2 separate regions of the Zea mays genome follow, and region 2 is linked to region 1. The links are chromatin contacts, called in public Hi-C maps. All regions are on one chromosome and are shown on one strand. The core of a region is the stretch at or near the end of the contact, and the rest is flanking DNA. Distances in the headings are between cores, read along the strand shown. Region 1 holds the start of LOC103631824 (DDB1- and CUL4-associated factor 8). Region 2 holds the start of LOC100277316.

Evidence for each region. Hi-C and Micro-C count contacts between places; a contact is called where the count stands out from the background.
Region 2: a contact with region 1 is called in a Hi-C map of leaf, with 4 times the contacts expected there. The contact joins the promoter of LOC100277316 here to the promoter of LOC103631824 in region 1. A contact is called at or near these places in 3 of 25 Hi-C or Micro-C datasets (leaf and tassel).

What each region holds. Positions count from the first base shown.
Region 1 is chr1:18,633,782-18,638,289 of Zm-B73-REFERENCE-NAM-5.0, reverse strand. It overlaps LOC103631824 (DDB1- and CUL4-associated factor 8), which reads right to left and starts at 2,637. Exons shown (of 20, transcript XM_020545330.3): 1 at 2,274-2,637; 2 at 501-569; 3 at 254-331. The coding sequence starts at 2,360. It overlaps LOC103631823 (protein ALP1-like), which reads left to right and starts at 3,652. Exons shown (of 2, transcript XM_008653575.4): 1 at 3,652-3,924; 2 at 4,003-4,508. The coding sequence starts at 3,677.
Region 2 is chr1:18,782,046-18,786,553 of Zm-B73-REFERENCE-NAM-5.0, reverse strand. It overlaps LOC100277316, which reads right to left and starts at 2,400. Exons shown (of 2, transcript NM_001150916.2): 1 at 1,982-2,400; 2 at 259-953. The coding sequence starts at 2,136. The coding sequence ends at 575.

The sequences.
Region 1 (4,508 bases), core at 1,388-3,887:
ACATACAAAAGAAAAGACTACCATGCCCTACCTATATCAATAGATATTACCATTTAACTTATGACTTAGTTCTTCTGTAAGGGAAAACACCAAGGCATATTGATGCAAAAGACAAAAGAAGTTCATAAATCTCTCAAAGCAACTTCCAGGGACTATAATTCAGAAAGAGAAGTGAGATTTGAGAACCCAAATAAACCAAAATGATCATGAAAAAAATAATGTTTGCTAACCAATCTAGGCTTTAGAAACTTACTCTAGTGTCATCTGATCCTGATACAAGAAGCGAACCACTTGAGTTCCACGCGATAGCATTCACGCAACCAACATGACCCTGTTCAAAAACACAAAAGAAAGTACATCTGAAAAGCAAGCAAAGCAAAAGAAAAGAAACTTCAGCTTTTTACTCAACAGCCCACATAAATTCCAGCACGCCAACATAAGATTGCCAACATATATTAATGCACATGGTAAGACAATGAATGAAATTGTTACTTAGATACCTCCATCTCCTTTTCCAAAGCAAGCTTTTGCACTAGAGAAGAATGAAACTGTGCTTTTTTCTTAATGTCCTGCAGAGGATAAAATATTAGTTGCACTTACGTTATACTTTGGCTTAAACCATAACCAAGACATGCACAATTACAAAATGCAAGAGCAAAGAAGAACAGTACAAAAGATACAATTAACTAATTAAGTGTCTTGATAATTCAAGATATGCTCCCTCTGTTCTAGATTATAAGCCATCATGGCTTTTCAAGGTACATAAGTAAAAGGTATGTATATAGACATAGTGTATGTCTACATACATAGCAAAAGCTATGTATATAGAAAAGCCAGAACAACTTATAATTTGGAACGGAGAGAGTAATACCTAACCAAGTAATGCTGCAGGAAAGCAGTTGCTGAACTATATAAAATCAAATTCCAAGAAAGAAGAGCCATTTGTCGTGAATGCTTCAGTTGATGGTGATGCTGGACCAGACCTCTTTGCCTGGTAACTAAGCAAACAAGAATGTGGATAGTTGGGGCCTTGGGGGCATTGGTGTTCCTTTTCATTGCTCTTTCTAACACAAATGACATGTTTCATGTGGTGGATCAATTTCTTCAAGGCTTATATATGATGTTTGCTGCCTTCTTTTATTCCTGAATATAGTTTCATGAATAAATAAATAATTATTGAATCCAGAACGATGATATGTGTGATAGGCTATGGGTAGCACCAATTGAAGAAAAGCTTGTCCAACCGATAAGATGGTTTGGACATATCCAACGGAGACCTCCAGAGGTGCCAGTGCATAATGGGATCCTAAGGCACGGTAGCAATGAGAAGAGAGGAAGATGAAGACCGAAATTGACATAGGAAGAAAAAGCAAAAGGGGACTTGAAAGGATGGTCCATGCCCAAATATTTAGCCTTGTATAGAAATGCATGCAAAACAGATATCCATGTGCCCGAACCTTGATTATGGTTTCTATTGGGTTTTTAACTCTAGCCTACCCCAACTTGCTTGGGATAAAAGGCTTTGTTGTTGTTGTTGTTGTTGTTGTTGCTGCTGCCCATGTATTTATAACTGGTCCATAAGTCACCATACATATGTAAGTTGAGAAGAAAAGAGCTACTGCGAAGAGCATGCCACATATTAGGTGGTAAGGACCAGTATGCTGTATGCACACTCTGCACACAAAACATTAAGTACATTTTTGTGAGAAATAACATCACTCAATTAATCCATTTCTCCATTTACACACACACACATATAGTACAAAAGGCCATATCATTTCACCATTACCTAAAGACCTCACCACCACCAAGAATAGATCAATATGTGTTCTTTTGTATTGTTTCACTTTCACCTTGAACATTCAGCAGGTTGTTTCAGGTTTGCACCACATAAAGAGCAAGAATTCTGAAGTCAACTTGATACTGCACCATTTCAGAAGTGGCCCGATATTAATTAATTTCTAAAGACAGATACGGTATATAGCAAACCGCTATTCTAATCCAATTACTGGTATCAGGCTGCGCATCGAACAACAGCTGGTTCCTCCATGTCCACAAACCCTTCTGAGTTTCAACCTAATCAAAAGTAACGATCCGGAAATGCAACCCAGCACCCACTAACTCATCCAAAACCGCCCCCGCCAATCACTTTGAATCATCGATTCGCCGACACGAACCCTTACGAATCGACCAATTCGATCCAAAGCAAAGCATAAATGCCGCCTAAAGCGCTAGGAGAAATCCCAGGGGTTTGCTGCTCCACGGGGCCTTACGGGGGAGCCGTGGAGGCTGCGGGCGTCCAGGAGATCGGTGACGCTGCCGTCCGAAAAGGGCCACCGCATCTTCTCCGCCGTGTCCATCTCCAGCTAGCCCTCGCCGCTTCTCCCGCGTCCCCAGCCGCCAGGTTCCGCACGATCGCCGGGGGCTGGATGGGGGATGCTTCTGGAAATCTGGACACCGCCAGGTCCTTCGGGGGTCGATGGTCGGGGACGGAAGGGTTGAGGTCTGGGTTCCAGGAGCGAGAAGGCTGGAAGGGTTCCGGAGACAGAGAGAGGGCGCCCCCGGGTCGAAGTGGGGGAGTGGGGGGCAGCCGGTCGGAGACGCGTGGAGCCACTGCTGACCAAGGCGTGGGCTCCCAGGTGGGGCCTACAATCGTCCAAACGTGCAAGAACAAATTTAGGCCTGTTTGTTTAGACAGTAATACCCTTGTTTGTTTATTTGAGGTGAGAAAAGAAGTATGGCATATATTGTAATTTCTATTTACATAACCATAGGTAGTGGGTTTTTTGCCAAAATAATCTCAAATAAGCTACTCTTAGGAGATTATGAGATTATCATAATCTGGGCTTTAGATTATATAATCTGAACTCATAATCTATATGTTTGTTTACCTATTGGATTATTTGCGCTGGATTATATAATCTAAAGAGATTATAATCCGAAACAAACAGGGTCTTAGGCTGGTGTACTCTAAATATAGAGTTTCAAACAGTTTTCTACGCTCTTTAGGCTATCTCCAGCAGCGTCCCCTAAATTTCATCCCCTAAAGGAATATTCTCTGTCCTTTACAGCACACTTTAAAAGATTCTATCCTCTATATATTCTCAGTCTCCAGCAACGTCCTCTAAATTCGGTCCCCTATAGCCACAGTGTTAGGCTGTCTCCAGCAGCGTCCCCTAAATTTCGTCCCCTAAAGGAATATTCTCTGTCCTTTACAGAACACTCTAAAAGATTCTGTCCTCTATATATTCTCCGTCTCCAGCAGCGTCCTCTAAATTCCATCCCCTAAAGCTACAGTGTTAACAGATTCACATTTTCCATTTCTTTTTCATTTTTCTTTGTTTTGTTATCATTTGACACTATACAAATGATCCGAAAAAATTGTATTTATTAATTTTTAAAGCAATAAATTCGAAATATCAATAATAATTACATTGATTGTTTTGTTGTTGTGTAATTGTTGTGGGTAACGCGCCACATACTATAATATTGTTGCCAAAATAAGTTTTAAAATGGACAATCTTGCACCGTAAGCCAGTACTCTTCTTCGAGAAGCCATAGCCTTGCTTCCCTTGCACGACAAGCGCTTGTCTTCTATCCGAAGCGTACTTCCTCTATAAATACCAAGTGACCCTTCCATACTTCACTCAACCTTGCCTTTACAAACTCGACTACCATGAATCCCTACTTAGAAAACAATTTTCTTGTGCGCTTGATGGAAGAAATGGAAGAGGAAGAAGAAGAGTTGCAGTTGGCGAGGCACATGGTCAATAGGAGGCGACGTGCACGCAATGAGCGTCGTCATGGTGGTTCGATTCCAGGGCGTGTTAGGATTCATCGTGATCACATGAGCGGCGATGCAAGAATCCGAGCGGACTACTTTGGAGCCAACCCCGTGTACACGGATGCTCAATTTCGTAGGAGGTATTTACAATTAACACATTCTTTTTACCATGTACAAAACTCTACGACCCCTATTATGACACATGAATTCTATGGTAGGTTCCGCATGCGTCGCCATGTCTTTGAGCGCCTTGTTGATGCTGTGCAACAAGTGGATCCTTATTTTATTCAACGTCCAAATTGTGCGGGTGATATGGGTCTTTCTGCTCTACAGAAAGTTGTTGCTGCTGTTCGAATCCTTGCTTACGGTATTCCAGCTGATGCCGTTGACGAATACGTGCGTATTGGCGAATCTACTGCTCATGAGGCATTGAAACACTTTTGCACGGCCGTCCAAACCGCGTTTGCTCTGTACTATCTTCGTGCACCAAATGCAGAAGACATCGCACGCCTTCTCCAAGTTGGCGAGTCACGTGGGTTTCCTGGTATGCTTGGTAGTGTTGATTGCATGCATTGGGAGTGGCGTAACTGCCCAAGTTCATGGAAGGGGATGTTTACAGGGCGTGGTAAACATCCTACCATGATCTTGGAAGCTGTTGCGTCGTATGACCTGTGGATATGGCATGCATATTTTGGTCTGCCAGGTAGTTGCAACGACATAAATG
Region 2 (4,508 bases), core at 1,151-3,650, 150 kb before region 1:
TTTTGATTTGAAATTACCTTGTCATGCAAAACTTTGTTTAAATTTTAAAATTCGAAATTTTCAAACGAACTCGATTGAAAAACCACCAAAATAAAAGTTATAGGTCTTGAAATATTATAAAACTGTGTAATTACGAATTTTTTTTATTTGAAATCATTTTGTCATAGAATCATTTGCGATAAAATATTTATCGAGTGTAACACTAGGCAAAGGTTTTACCGAGTATAAAAAAACTTTTACAAATGTTTGAGACACTTGTAAAAGAATACCAGTGAGGTAGTGTGCTCATTTATGCATAACTCCCACGACGATGTTAGAAACCGTGGGAACCGATGCTTTATACAATACCTCATATACAAATACAACACGACGCGAGCACCCTGAGTAATGCTTGAGATCGATCAGCACGTAGTATTTCCATGCATGCATGGCAGCACCGCAAGATGCCGTGTCTACCCCTATATATTAGCTAGATACACATGCACGTACGTATTATACATCTAATACGCACACGCACTCGATAATGTTTTCCACGACATCGACACCGCACCGGGTATCGCTAGTTAGACTATTATTAGCTACTGATCACCTCTTCCAGGAGCTTGTACCTCCGGACCTTCGGCCTGCCACGCGCGACGCCGGGCGACGGCGGCGCGTTGTGGTCGGTAGGAACGCGGCTGCCAAGGTCCGACGCCGACCGCCGCAGCAGGATCCGCTGCGCATGCTGCTTCTTGACAGGCTTGCTCAGGTTGGAAGACGCAAAGTCGCCACGAGCGGCAACCTTGGGCGATCTTCCGCTGCCGATCGTGTCACCACCGTGAGATGGCGGCCGGGCAGCCGCTTTGCCAGCGGATCTCGGCGAGTTAGAAGTAGAAGCCACGCGCCCATCCGCCCTGAGGCACCAGTTGCAGGTGCCGTACGACTCCGCCTTCGGGTACCTATCCGTGCAGTATCTGGATACACGATCACGTACACGTACATACGCGAACAGCAGAATTAATATACATTAGCCAGATGGTCATGTAAATATAGATTTATATATTCTGGCGTGTATGTACGTTGTTGCATGCAAAATTATGAGGTGAACACGTACATTTTCACGTGAACTAATTAAGACCCGCTGGTAATAAACAGTGGCGCTGTAATATTCGGGTAAAAATCAGCTCTATAATTTTTTGAAACAAAAAAAAAATCAACGTCCAGCGAATGTGCATGTGGGCCCCGTTTCGTTTGACAAATTTGGGGACGTGAGGGAAAGTGTCCGGAGCAAACTATAAGGACGGGCAAGACGAAAGGGATCGTCGGCGGGGAAATGGAGACGAGATGTATGTACAGTACACAAAAATGATGGTACCATTTTGGAGTTTTTATGGGGGCGAGAATAAGCGCTGACGAGCAGTTTCTGCAGGTTCACGTGTTGTTCAGAAAAAAAAAAGGTTGTGCAGGTTGACATCAACCCATGAACTATCAGTTCGATAGTGTGGTGGGCATTTCTAGATTCAAAGCGCGCGGCTAGATGGCGTGGTTCTTCAAGATTATATTCTGAATTCGATCGACAGCCTTTTTCTCTTCTTCGAGAATGCGCAGGAGAACCACGCATCCAGCATCGTTGCATATATTCATTGGAGAAATTTCTAATGCTATCAGAAATAGTGATAGTAATATAGTATAGTGTATATATATGTGGGGAACCAAAGCCGCAGCTAGATAAGGCACATGTACATCTGGCCCCGATCGATTCGATTCACAAATAAAAGCGCCTAAATAATGTGATTAAAATCCCCGACGCAAACAGTCGCAACCAAATAAAAGAGATCAACGAAATTAGAATATATTTTCATAAGTGCCGTAATCGATGCCACTGCAAGTGCAGATCGAATTAGGGATCGGCCGCAGGTACGGACATGGGCGACGACGACGCGCATTGAGATGACAAAAGAATTGATTAGAGAGACCGGAGGGTGTGGACGGATGCACGTACGTGTGCTGGGAGCGGACGGAGCAGGCGGAGCAGCGGAAGAGCTCGGACAGGACGCCGCGGTCGCCGCACATGCAGCAGACGACGGCGCCGCCCGGCGGCGGGGCGCTCCCGCCGGCAGCGGCGCCTGGCGGGGACGATGCCTTGCCGCTCCCCATGGAGCAACCGAGATCTCAGAAGACGGATGCGTGGGGCATCCGTAGGTGCCGCATGCGATCGATCGGCCGGATCGAGCCCAGCAGCGTGGCTATCTACCGACGATGGGGTTGGTTGTTTAGCTGGCTGCTTGATTCCTCGTCGCTCCTCCTGGGTGATGAGACTGGGGGTGGATGTCCTGTGGGGAGGGCGTGGCTGGACGTTGCAGGAATTGATGAAGGTGGTGGTGTGGTGGACGGTGGTGCCTGATGCGGTGTCTTCTGCAGTCTTCACACATCTCAAGATCTTGCCGAAGCTGCCCTCTTTTGTCCTCCTCTTCCTGCATGGCCGGTAAAGATTTCCTGTAATATTTTATTTTATTCACTGGTTGAGGTTTTGCAGTCTACGCCTTTACCTTTTGTAGTTTTACACATTTAGACTCTCTCCAGTTGGTCTTCTAAAGCCTCCTCTATCCTAAATTTTAGATTAGATTGTCATCCTTTATGTTTACGACAACATCCTCTAAGATTTTTATATAAAGTTTTTCTCTCCTATATATATAGAGTTTCTCTCTCTTTTTTAAATGAAGTGGCAAAAGACTTGCCGCTTCAATATATTATAAGGGGAAATTACTTACAGAAGAAATTTTAATATGCACAATACATTTGAGAGTTTAATATATATTTTTTATAAATAGAGAGTTTCTGTGTTTCTCTCTCCTCTATCTATTTTAATATTTAAAACAACATATTTATCAAAACTAAAATATGCATTTGATAGTATAAAAATGTACAAAAATTTAAAGTAAAATATGTATTTAATTTAGGTATTATGTATAGAGAACGAGATATAAAGAACGTTGTTGGAATGAGAGGAGATATAAAGAAAAAAATTTAAAGGAGGCTATAAAAGATGAATATAGATAATGAATTTAGAGAGTGTTGCTGCAGACATCGCTCCTCTTATAAGATTTGATCGGAGCATAAGAATTTTGATCCAAAATAATTAACTAACAGCCAAGGTGGGCAGGGAAGGTCGGCCAGGGACTGAAAACGGAGTCATATGAATAGTATAACTATCAAGGTGCCATCGCAAAAGTCACCTCATGAGTAATAAAATGGAGAGCAAACAAAACGTCCTTGCGAGTGGCAAGGCCGTGAATACGACGACATCCAGGGCGAAACCCTTTCCTCTGAGGAATAACTGCAGCTGGGTGGATGGACATCGCTGAACGGCCGGGCCAACTTGGGCCGGTATCTGTTACCGTCCCTCCACTGCCACGAGGGCCCAGACGGCAATGGCCGACTGTCAGATCCACGTGGTGCGGTGCCGTGGGGCTGGGGCGAGATGAGGCGGTCGACTTTGCTGGCTGTACGCTGGGGGTGGGCCTGACAGCAGCGGTCGCCGCGCAGCAGCCCCTCCTCTTGCATGCGGCTAGAGAGCCGTCCCTGCGCGCAGCGCAGCCCCTCGTAAGGCCCTCCACGCGGTGGAAAAGAACAAGAACACGCTGTAGCCAGTGTGAGTTTATTGTCCCCTTTCACTGTTTATTTGTACGGTGATTTTTAAATATGTGAAAAAAATGTTAATAGATGATGAATATGATTGGATAATGATATTTTACAGTTGTAGTGGAGTATATGAGGAGAATATAAGGGGAACCACTGCGGTTGATGAAAAAGTAGAGGATGAAATGTTGATGATGTGACACAAAAAGTGATATACGGGGAGAAATTTAAGAGGAACCGCTGCGGCTGGCAATGACACCCCGTGTAAATTGCGAGCAACACGGGCGTGAGATAGAGGGGTAGTGGGTACCGTACCGGGTCCTATTTGACCCCTCTACTCTACATGACGCGACCGTGACAGCCAGGAGGATGGCAGGGGCCCACGTTCATCTGATGTGGCAATAACTTTGAGAGTTAGTTTGAGAAGAATTCCTAATTTTCTAAGAGAAAATAAACTAATTTTCATTGAGAAAATATAAATCTCTTAGGAAAATTAGATTATCGCCCTGATTGGCCTATCCGAACGTGACTAGGGTATTTTCAGTGCTAGATTAATGCACTCTTCCTTTCGTTTAAAAAAAGCAAGTATCATTTTTGCTATGGGAGCGAATTTCTTCTTGTCATTGTTAGAATATAATATAAGTGAATTGTCCAACTCCTTCCATGAGCTTAAGCTTTTGGGATGGACTGGTTGGTGCATGCAACTTTATATGGTAATCAGAGCCTAGAGTTCCATGGCGACGGGTTCAAGCATCGCCATCAATCCCTTCTTCGGTTTCCAACTGACCGAAAAGTTATCCAAGACCAATCATGCGCTATGGAAAGCGCAGATCCTCGCCGTCATCCGCGGTGCTCGCTACGAGGGGCACATCAACGGCAAGACCGAGGCC